Regions from separate parts of the Mus musculus genome. Here region 1 is linked to region 2. The links are chromatin contacts, called in public promoter capture Hi-C maps. All regions are on one chromosome and are shown on one strand. Each heading gives the region's core, a stretch centred on a gene start, on an enhancer-like site or on the middle of the called end of the contact. The rest is flanking DNA. Distances are from core to core; before and after follow the strand shown. Region 1 holds the start of Mrfap1 (Morf4 family associated protein 1). Region 2 holds the start of Grpel1 (GrpE-like 1, mitochondrial).

What was found. Promoter capture Hi-C pulls out the DNA fragments that hold promoters and counts their contacts.
Region 1: a contact with region 2 is called in a promoter capture Hi-C map of the HPC-7 cell line. The contact joins the promoter of Mrfap1 here to the promoter of Grpel1 in region 2. A contact is called at or near these places in 18 of 39 promoter capture datasets (the 3T3-L1 cell line, 3T3-L1-derived adipocytes, the C10 cell line and 12 more), 1 of 15 datasets of contacts at CTCF or cohesin (the NIH/3T3 cell line), 19 of 484 Hi-C or Micro-C datasets (CD4 T cells, the G1E-ER4 cell line, the HPC-7 cell line and 11 more), 19 of 115 datasets of contacts at active chromatin or transcription factors (the NIH/3T3 cell line, acute myeloid leukemia, astrocytes and 15 more) and 3 of 9 other capture datasets (adipose tissue, liver and macrophages).

The regions. Positions count from the first base shown.
Region 1 is chr5:36,794,505-36,800,198 of GRCm38.p6, forward strand. Mrfap1 (Morf4 family associated protein 1) reads right to left here and starts at 2,250. Exons shown (of 2, transcript NM_026242.3): 1 at 1,699-2,250; 2 at 363-1,440. The coding sequence starts at 2,089. The coding sequence ends at 1,712.
Region 2 is chr5:36,463,892-36,469,680 of GRCm38.p6, forward strand. It overlaps Grpel1 (GrpE-like 1, mitochondrial), which reads left to right and starts at 1,294. Exons shown (of 4, transcript NM_024478.2): 1 at 1,294-1,364; 2 at 5,547-5,709. The coding sequence starts at 1,303. 2210406O10Rik (RIKEN cDNA 2210406O10 gene) reads right to left here and starts at 963. Exons shown (of 3, transcript NR_126488.1): 1 at 624-963.

The DNA of each region.
Region 1 (5,694 bases), core at 1,000-3,499, 330 kb after region 2:
AGCAGACACAAGAATTCTAAGATGTCTAGGGTGGGGTGTCCTTAAAAGGGAGGGCCCTAGACTTTGGCCACCTAGGAATGAGATGATGGCCACACAGGGTCAATCCCAGCAGTTGGGGACCCAGCCCTTCTTGTCTGAAGGGAGTCAATACATTGTTGCTGTTGTATCATCAAGACTGGTAAAGAACAGGAGTCAAGTAAAAGGCAAGTAAAAGGACTGGTCTCAGAGGCTAAGACTGTGGACTTGCTACTAGGAATCAAGACTTTCCTATTCTCACGTTTCCTACAGCAGTCGAAATCCCCTTCTGCTTACCCAGACTCCCAAAACTGGAGAATGTTCATTTAAACTAAACACAGGCCACTGAAGGAAGACTTCACTTAATATTTCTTAGTAACTCTCCGGGCTGATCTTTTCAAGCAAACGAATACTTTTATTAACATGTAAGATTTTGTTTTCAACATGGTAAGGGTTTTGACCTCAAACGCTTATCAGGTCTGCCACTCATACATTTATAGTTCGACTACATATGAACCTTTAAGACGCCTCTTCTTTTAAGTTTTGGGTCCATTGCAGGTTTTCCTTCCTAGGCCACACAGGGTATTGCAAGGATCTTTCATTTTATGGCCAGGATCTCCTCGAATATATGGGGATACCAACTTGTACAGACTAACAAGACCTCTTCTCCCATCCGAGGTTCCATTTCTTTTAGAAATGAGTTAGGCTGTCCCAACAAACTCACCAGGCAGGTTACAATAGATAGTGTAGCACATAAAATTTAAATTTTGCACAAAATACATCTCTCCTCCTTTGGTCTCACACAGAAATTAAAGTCCCCCAATAGAAACAATACTATCCTCCGACCCTTCTCCCAGGTCATCAGTCCTAGCCATGTAAGGCCCATCCACTGTCCCGGATGAAGTCTGGTCTCTTCTGCCATTGCTGCATGGAGTCTTCGAGAATTAACACAGCTCCTTCAGAACTTTCAGAGGCGGTGAGCTTCAACTCTGAGTCTCAAGTGTCACAGAGATTCAAAGTTCAGGGAGCTATCAGGTCACCCAAGAAAGAGCAAAGCACCTCAAAATTTAGGAACAACAACCAAAGGCCAGGAATGAACGTTATTCAACTGCCACAGGGCTTACAATCTAGGCCCTAATTCCCGTATGTGAGCGCATTTTCCAAATCAAAGTTATTTCCCCCAAACAAACAAAAAAAAGGAACCACCGAATAATCAAAAACTCATATCGAGGTCGTCAACCGCAGACCATAGCAGAAACGTAGTGTCAGTGAGAAACAGAGGGAAGACAGAGGGGAAAAGAAAAAAAAATAAGAAGGAGATAAAAAAAAAAAAAAAGGAAAACAAAAGGCTCTCTGGTTTCAGCTTCTCCAGGGTGTCATGTCAGCCAATCGCCATCACTCAACCAGAATCCATTGGCTGGAAACCTAAGGCACGGGCGGGAGAGATTCATCACCGAGAGGTTAATCACGCTGTCCGGACAGCAAAGCAAATACCCGGCCCCCTTCTGGACGCTGTCTCACTTAGGGCCCCATGCTCTCCAGCACCATCTGGAAACTTCCACGGTCTCCCCGCCGACGATTTGCTATTACTCCTTCCCCAGGGGGGGCCTAGTTTACTCCCGAGGCGACAAGCCAGCCTCCTCCCCCACCGTCGCCCACGCCCCGCCAGGCTCCCGCCCTTACCGCGGCCGGCTCCTCACGAAGACTCGCTCTTCTCTATCCGCCGCACGAGCTGCACCAGCATCTCGGCCATCTTCGCCATCTCCTGCGCCTTCTCGTCGGCCTTCTCCGCCCGGGGGCCGCGGGGCTCGGCGCCGCCGGCACCCTGCAGGTGGTTGAGGGCGCTCTCCTCGGAGGCCTCGACCTGCGTCTTGATCTGGATCAGCATATTGTCCATCTCCCACAGCTTGCCCCGGTTGCGCGCCGGCGCGCGCCCGCGCTCGCGCGTCAGCGACGCGATGTCCTCGCGCATCTCGTGGATGACGGGCAGCAGAAACTGCTCGAAGTCCTCCTCGGGCTCCAGCACCTCCACCTCCTCGGGCTCCGCCAGCTCCACCGCGTCCAGGGGCCGCATCGCCGCTGCTCTGCTCGTCTGCACGACCCTCACGGACGGAGCTCGGGCCGAGTCCTCAAAACTTCCGCCGCCGGTCCAACTTTCCGCCTCGGAGAAGCCACGGAGACGAGTGACTGCCGAGCGGGCGAGCGACGAACAAAATGGAGTCTCAACCGTCAACCAGCGCTCGGCGCTTTGCGACCCCTTTCACGACACCTCCGCGCCCCCTCTTTACGGCCGCGCTGAAAGGGGCGGGCGCGCTCGCGTCCACGAAGGGGCGGGGCGAGCGCCTCTGCGGCCGCGCGCTGACATTAGGTCGGCCTCCCTTTCGCAGCTTTTGCAGCTGCTCTGGGTGATGCGAAGTTCGTCCCTTCCTGTATCTTATTCCGATTTTATTTATTTACTTTTTGAAACAGGACCTCACGCTGTAGCCAAGGCTGGCCTGGAACTCAATTATTTGGCTTAAACTGATCTTGAACTCTAGGCAGTCCTCTTGCCGTAGCTTCCCGTGTCGCAGGTGTGAGCCACCGCACCCGACAAGTTTACTTTTAAAAAAGAAAAAGAGCCCGCCTTTAATTCCAGCACCTGGGAGGTAGAGGCGGCAGGCAGACCGATCCTTGAGTTTGAGGTCATCCTGGTGTACATAGTGAGTTCAGTACATAGACCCTGTTTCAAAACAAATCAAAACCACCAAACAAACAACAACAACAACAACAAAAACAGTTTTTCGAAACTGGGGAAAGAGGAATCTTGGAAAGCCATGTGTGGACAGTCATCCTGCTCATAGCTCCGCCCCTTTGGTTAGTTTAAGTGAATTATCATATCTTGATTGACGGAGTGGCTGGGTGTGTTTTTACCTGACAGAGCTCCTGGCTTCCTAAGGTGAAACTATTGTCTGATGCTTTCTGAGGCCCCAGGTCACATTCAGTTGGTGATCACTTGCTGTGGAAAGGACAGAAGTTGGCTCAGACGACTACATTTGCGTAACTGTTACTCAACCAACACTGAACTTTAAGGGGAGATGCCGAATTCTTAGTCTACGATCAGACAGTACTTTCTCAGGAATCTAAACTATGTATCTCACTGGTTTTCTAACCACAAGTCGTGAAACCATTTTGCAAAAACCAACCATAGGCATATATAAAGTGCATATCTTTAATTGGACTCTACACTCAGTGGCTTTTGTTTAAAAATAATCCAGGGTAAGAACATGAATAAGCAAATGGTTCAGAGGACAATGGGATACTGTTGCACACTGCATCAGGATACTTAGACTGCAGAACCCTGACATGGGGAAAGGCTGGTATACATTGATCCCAGGAAATTCTCTTCTTTCTCTCCCTCTCGCTACTACTCTCCCTTCCCCTCCCTCACCCTCTCACTCTGCCCCTCCCTCCCGTCTTAATTGGTGGGAATGTGATCTCTATGGCTAAGACAGCTTCTACTGTACAACCCAGCAAATTAGTTGAACCCATGAATCCACCCAAAACCCTGCACATGGATTGTACCCATTAGTGATTCCCTCTGAGTTACCAATAATGTATCAGTGTCACATTAAGGAAAGAAACAGAAGCAATTCTTCTTGGAGTTGTTTAACTAAGAGTGAGTCCAGATCCGAACTGTGTGTTTCAGGCTCCCTGTGTTGTCTGTCCTCTGTCTGTCTGTTGTGTGACTCTGAATCTGTGCCTGCCTAAAGGCTCTCTTGGGAATCTGTTTATCTCTGACTCTGTCTGTCCTTCTGTGAGGGGTGTGTCTGTCCTTAACAAAGGGCTTTGCTTCATCTTTACTGAGTGACTTTGAAAGCATCAGCATCGAATGGGGAAGGAATGGGGCACTTTGTAGAAATCTTTAACAAAGGATTAAGTCACTGATGCCAACTAATCCCGACTGACCCAGATCACAAACTTATCATTATTTTTCAACAGATAATCATCGGTTGCTTTCAAACTTTATAGTAGATTTTAGGAAGTTGCTTCCAATTTTTGTATTTGCTGTTTTGTCTGGGTCAGCGGCATGGAAGAGTACATAATGTAATAGCTAAGTATTAGCTTAGGTTGTAAAAGTGGATTACATGGGAAATTCAAGGCAAGTAAGGCTGGTTGTTACATTGTTCCCTTAAAGGGGAGTTATACCAACAGTTTGAGTACACAGTAGGCCAGCAGTCTTAAGTGACCTTGAAAGATTCTCGAATTCCCGGCCCATGTACCAAATGAAAGACCCTCGAGGGAAGACCCTCACTCAGACACTCAAGTCCCGGGACAGCCGCGTACCCAAGAAGACACTGAGACCATACATAAAATGTAGAAGGCAAGATTTAATAAAGCAGCGACATGAAAGCACACAGACCAGAGCTCTGGGGTCGAAATAAAGCAGCAACATGAAAGCACACAGAGCTCTGGGGTCGAAACTCATACACCTTTGCACAGGGTAGAGGAGTCTCGACGGTCAGCCAGAATTTTTCACAGGCTTATATAGTAAAACTCAAAGGGGGAGAACTGGGCAGGGAAAGTACAAGTTTACATCACTAGGGAGTTCTGCCAAAGGAATCTACGTAACTAAGGAGTCATGTCCTATCAAGGAATCTACGTAACTAAGGAGTCATGTCCTATCATTTGGCAATGTACCCGGTTCATTTTGAGGTTGTTTCAGGAGGCCTTTATCTCAAAAATGTTCTTGGTCGAACTTTAGGGTGAGGAGTTTTGGGGTGAAAAGTTTAGGAGTGTTCTGGGAACAATCTCTAGATGGGAGGGGGTGGGCTCCGAGGTAAAAAATTCATGTTTTCACAAGAGGCCAGTAATTTTCTATTCTTCAACCTCAAGGTATATTATTAACTTTGGCTGTTCAGCAAAAGTTCCCGTCTCTTAGAATGTAAGATATTTTCATTGCCACAGCCAGGCACATAACGTTTATGCTCCTTTATTTGTTACTGCCCAAAGTCCAAAGCAAACAGCCTTCTGTAAGTCAATGGACGATGGAATATTATTTAGCACTAACAAGAATAAGCAACCAAAAATGAATAGACTCACTGGGTCTTAACTGTTGCTGGATGGAGGAAACCCCTTGTATATCAATCACATGGTTCTAACTACTCAACCTTCCAGAAAGGGCAGAATGGGGACACAGAAAGGTGGAGAGTTGGCTCAGGATGGAGGGACAAACAGAGAGAGAATGGAGGCTTTTTAGGGCAGTGAAGCTGCTCAGAGACAGTCATGTTGCCTGCATGCTAGCAACTGTCTGAATCCACAGTTGCCAAGTGTGAACCCTAACAGAACAGAGGTGCTGCGTGCTGTAGGCTCACTGATGGTAACAGTGCGCTGGGGGGTCGGGCTGTTGGTAGGAGAAGCTGGGGATGTGTGGGAGCTCTGCACTTTCTGCTCATCTTCCTTAGGAACCTGAAAACACTGAAAAAAAAAATGGTGTGAAAGGGGACTAGGGGATGGGACAGGCTGGGGACCACGCTGGGAGATAACGTACTTGCTGTGCAAACTCAAAGACCCGAATGCAAACCCTCACTATCCATTTGGTGAAGAGGGGGTAGTGGCTTATGTCTGTAACCCTAGCAGATTGTGTGTGTGTGTGTGTGCGCGTGCACACGCACATGTGTTCATATGTGCATGTAGACGGGT
Region 2 (5,789 bases), core at 44-2,543:
AAGACGATTAAAATCTTGGTAACACAGTAACAAAACTCTAATCTCCACCAAAGGGCTAAGCTTGCTATCAAATAGCATCTGCGGACTACAGCTGAGATTCCCGTTTGCTATAATCACCTACTTAATGTTTTCACTAATATATTTTATGTCTTGAGTTGTGGCTTTCTTTGTTCTGCTACTATGCAAACGTCCTGAAACTGTTTTCACGTTGGAACACAGGTGTCCTAAAACTGTTTCTGGGCCAGTCACTCATAAATGACTCCAGAATAAACTTATTTCCTATGAGGTGAGAGCTGTGCTTTTTGTGTGGACATGCTCTGCCCCACGCCCACGGCGGGCAAAAGGCAGCATGTGCTGGGGAAATGATTTTTAAAAGAGCGAAATTAAATAATAGAATTTTGGTCCCTTTTTTGTTTGTTTGTTTGGTTGGTTTGGTTTGGTTTGTTTTACGAGACAAAATTTCTCTGTGTAGCTCTGGCTGACCTGGAACTCACTCTGTAGACCAGGCTGGCCTAGAACTCAAGAGATCCGCCGAGAGCACACACAAGCCGTAGTCCACGGACGAAGCGTTCTGTCTCGAGATTTGCGGGAGCCGGGGGGAGGAAGGAAGAAGCTGCACATACCTAGACAGGACAGAAAACGTCCTCCGACAACTCTCAGCTCTGCGACCTCCCCCATAGCAGTGACCAAACATCAGCACCCATATTTTCGAAGCTCTCCTGCACACACTGCTGTTAGTTTTTTTTTTTCTTATGTTGCGTTCTGAGAAAATTGGAGGTGGCCGAAAGTACAAAATCAAGTAACGCTCATCGGGCCGTCCACAGCCAGCCTGTTGACACAACGCGCTTGCGGCATAGTAGAGATGGGGTCCGTCCCTTCCCGGGACACCCACGTTCCGCCCGCAGAAGGTAGCAGGAGCCTAAAGCGAGCACCAGTCACTTGGCACGAGTTCCCGGGTCCCCGCCTAGCGCTCGCCGCCTTCTGCCCGCCCTGACGCTCTTCCTCTTCATTGGCTGTCCCCTGGCGCGACCACGCCCACAGAAGCTCCATTTTCCTCCACTCCTCCCACCTCACCTTTCACCTCCTCACCTTCCGGGGCTCCCAGAAGCCTCAGTCTCCGCCCACCGGAGAAGGAGGAAACAGAATTCCGTCATGACTCGTAATTATTGGTGGAAATGGTCTGTCCATCAGAACAACAGCGGTCACGGATTAGCTAAAAAGCAGCAGTAGGTGGGAAAACCGGTGTAAGGGGCGTCCGCGCATGCTCAGTGTGGGCGCAGTGACGCGACCTCGGGGGCAGTCATGGCGGCTCGGTGTGTGAGGCTGGCGCGCCGCAGCCTCCCGGCTTTGGCACTGTCGTTCAGGTAAGAGAGCTTCACTCCTCTGCGTCGGCCTCACTCACGGCCGAGAGCTCTGGTGGGGGGTTTAGCGGCAGGACTGGTCCCCGCAGGCGGTGCCCGTGCACCCTGAAGTCACATCCTCACCATCGAGTCCCTGTGCCTGTTCTCAACGCGCGGCTGTCCTGGTGTTTACTGTGCGGCACTGCGCGAACTGGGCTCAAGAGACGAGAAGTGGGGACGCTGGGGCGTAAATGCGGGGATCTGGGTGATGCGTCAGGTGGAAGGCTCCGCCATTTGTTTGTCTGGTGACACACGGCACTCTCTCGGGCATAGGGGCACCACCCCTCCTGGAATTGCAAAAGTCAAGCTTAGAAGCGGGAGACTTGCCCAAGGTCAGGCAGCCAGGCAGAAGCCCGCCCGACCAGGGGCTGGGGTTGCTAATCCCTAATCCAGTCCAGGATGTGTACTGCCTGGTTTGTGGGCTTTTTCCACTCACATTCCTTCCCCCACTTTTGCCCTCCGCGGAATGTGAGGTCCAAGGAGCAAGAAAGCCAGTGTGTGTGCAGTTTATTTAGACAATGCCCATTTTTGCCATCTTTACTTTTACCCGTGGCTTCAGGTTTTTGAGTCGCATCTCCAAAGTTAGGCTCAGTATCTTTAGCTTGTTCCCTGCTAGGACCAAGTTTTTGGTTGATTAAAAAAAGAGAGACTTTGCCTGAGTCTTATGGAAACGGAGTGAACGGGAGCTGGCCTTTTCAGCGGGTGAGAGTGAGCAGGCGGATGATCTCGTACTTGTGACTAAAAGATGAAAACAGGTCTATGTTGTGCAAAGCAGGGAGGAGTCTGAAGTATTCCGGGGGAAGCACTTCCTATTTGTGGTGCTCTGTTTAGAGTTGACAGGAAAGAACCCCCATTTCCCATCCCATCCGGCCCTGTCCCATCCCCCAGCTTGGTTCATGTCTATCTCTGAAATTGTGGTTTTGAAGAAAGATGCTCTAGTAGGAAGTCATAACTCCACAGTATCCCATAAGCTTGGCTTCCCTCTTTCCTCCGAGACATAGCCCTAGGAATTCCTGCCCTGAAAGGATCTATACAGCAAAACTGATCTGCTGAAAGGCTGTGGTGGTCACTCCTAGGGGTGGAAATAATTCATAGTGAAGGCAGCCTTCACATTTTGTAGGTTTTTATATTCTTAGCATAATTTTGCTTCTCAGAATTAATTACTGATCTTTCTTTTTTAAACTTACGTGTGTGGATGTTTTGCTTGTATGTGTATGTCCATGTGTATGCCAAGTGCCTTCAGAGTTCAGAAAAGTGTCAGATACCCTGGAACTCTTAGAGTTAGGTAGTTGTTAGCTGGGAATCAAAGTCAGGTCTTCCACAAGAGGAACATGCTCTCAACCACTGAGCCCAACTCTCCAGCCCAGATTCTTAGACTTTTTAAAAGCGTGAAAGTAAAAATAAAATTAAAAGATCACTGCTGGAGCCAGAGAGAGATGGATGGGGCTCATTGGTTATACACTGGCTGCTTTTGTGGAGGACCCAGGTTTAATTCCCATCATCCACACTGGGTAGGTCAGCCACCTGTAACTCCAGCCCCAGAGATCCCACACCTCTTCTGGCTGCCTCTTCAGACTCACTTCCAGGACTCCTTTGGACTTCTCTTCCCATTTCCTCTGCATACACTCCCACTTTCATCTCTCTGTCCAAGTGATTCCCAGTTCCTGAGATGTATCTCTCTTACCCACCCTACTCTGTAACTCACCTGGGCCTGCTGTGGACCTGTGCACAAGAGCACACACTGTAATCCCAGGACTCAGCACCTGGGAGACTGAGGCTAGAGGATTGCAAGTTTATTGCCAGACTCAATCTCTGAATAAACAAATACATCAGAAAAGAAAACTAGGAGCTGGAGAGAAGTCTCAGTGGCTGAGAGCGCTTGCTGCTCTTGTAGAGGACCTAAGTTTAGTTCCTAGCATCCACACTGGGACAGATCACAACTGCCTGCAGTTCCAGCTCCAGAGTATCCAGTGGTTTTTGGCTTTCATAGGCACCCAAACTTATGTGGCATATACTTACACAGACACACACAGACAAACTTATGTGGCATATACTTACACAGACACACACATATAAACTTATGTGGCATATACTTACACAGACACACACATATAAACTTATGTGGCATATACTTACACAGACACACACATATAAACTTATGTGGCATATACTTACACAGACACACACATACAAACTTATGTGGCACATACTTACACAGACACACACACACATACAAATTTATGTGGCACATACTTAACACAGACACACACACACATACAAACTTATGTGGCATATACTTACACAGGCACACACACACATACAAACTTATGTGGCATATACTTACACAGACACACACACATACAAACTTATGTGGCACATACTTACACAGACACACATACAAACTTATGTGGCATATACTTACACAGACACACACACATACAAACTTATGTGGCATATACTTACACAGACACACACACATACAAACTTATGTGGCACGTACTTACACAGACACACACACACACATACAAACTTATGTGGCATATACTTACACACACATACAAACTTATGTGGCACATACTTACACAGACACACACACACATACAAAGGCACACAGACAGACAAACATGCACATAATAATATAATAGCAATACATGTTTTTCTTTTTTGTTATGTCAGTTTGTTGGGCATTGTGGTCCACACCTTTAACCCCAGCACTTGGGAGACAGAGGGAGTCAGAGCCCTGTTGAGTTTGGGGCCAACCTGTTATACATATCAAATTCCTAGCCAGCCAAGGTTACAAGAGTGAGGTCCTTGCTCAGAAAAGAAAAACAGCCTCCTGGGCTTCCCTGCAGCCATAGGTCACTGTTTTGGGTGTTTACTTTTTGCTGTCTGGCAACAAGATTTTTGCTTAGGCCACTGTCATCAGCAGGAGGTACAGTGGGTCTTATTCTATGAAAGGGGTCTGGGTGCTTGGACTCAAGGGGACACCATAGAATACATGAGAAGATAAATAGGGGACACCGGCCAAGGGTGGATTACAGATTGTACATAGTCACATGTCACTTAATGACAGGGCTGCTTTCTGTGAACTGTTTTGTCAGGTGATCCTGTTAGTTGGTGGGTATCAGAGTGCATTGATAACACCTAATGGGGCAGCCACAGCCACCTATGCCATGTACTGTTAAAGACTGTTAGGATAGGGGCAGAAATAGAGAGATAGCTCTATAGTTGAGTGTTTGCTTCTTTTCTGTAGGCCCCAAGCTCATATTGGACAGTTCACAACTACCTGTAATTCCAGCTCCGGGGATCTAGTACCCTCTTCTGGTCTCCTAGGACACTTCACTCATGTGGCATACACTCATACTGACATACCTAAAAAGGCATCCACATTCTTTGTGTGGTGTATGTGATGTGAGCACATTGGGAAGGCCCAAGGTCAACACCAGGGATCTTGCCTCTATTCCACCCTCATTTACTTATTTGTTGGGGGCCATAGCAAATGTGTGGAAATCAGGACAACTCGTAGAAATTAGTTCTCTCCTTCCACTATATAGGTCCTGGGGACTGAACTTAGGTAATGACTGTCTTGGCTGCTAGTACCTTAACCCAATAAGCCAGCCTGAAGGTTGTGATTTAACTAGAGTGGGTGGCCAGTGGACAGGAATCTGCCTGTCTCTGCCACCTCAAGACTAGGACTACAGGTGTGCCTCTATTCTTGGCTTTCTTATATGGGTTATGGGAGTACAAACTCAGGTCTTGGTATTGCACTGCAGGGTCTCACCTATTGAGACACTTCCCCCAGCCCCATAGCACATGCCTTTTGTATGTCACAGTTGCCTTTGTGAGGTATAAGTCTTTTCTAGTAAATAGTTTGAAATTACACAGATTTATAATTTTGTTTTAAACATTCCCTTTGTTAGGAGAAGGGCTTGCATATCTGTACAATGAGTGTGTGTGGAGATTGGGACAGCTTGTGGGAAATTGGCTCTACCATGTGGGTCCTGCAAATAGAACTCTGGTTGTCAGGCTTGGTAGCCAGTATCCTTACCCACTGAGCCATCTCAAAAGCTCAAATTTCTAAAAATCTGCTTTTTATCTTTAGCATGCTGAAAGGCTGTCTTCATTTATGTGTGGGCTTTTTCCTAGGCCTTCTCCTCGCTTGTTGTGCACAGCTACGAAACAGAAGAACAATGGCCAGAACCTGGACGAGGACTTGGGTCATTGTGAGCCAAAGACAGATCCACCCTCTGCAGACAAGACCCTCCTGGAAGAGAAGGCAAAGCTGGAAGAGCAGCTGAGAGAGACCATGGTAAGGACCCTCAGGGTGTGCTCACTGCTGGATTGCTGCCTGCATGGGCCAAGTTCACAGATGACAGAGCAAAGTCATTT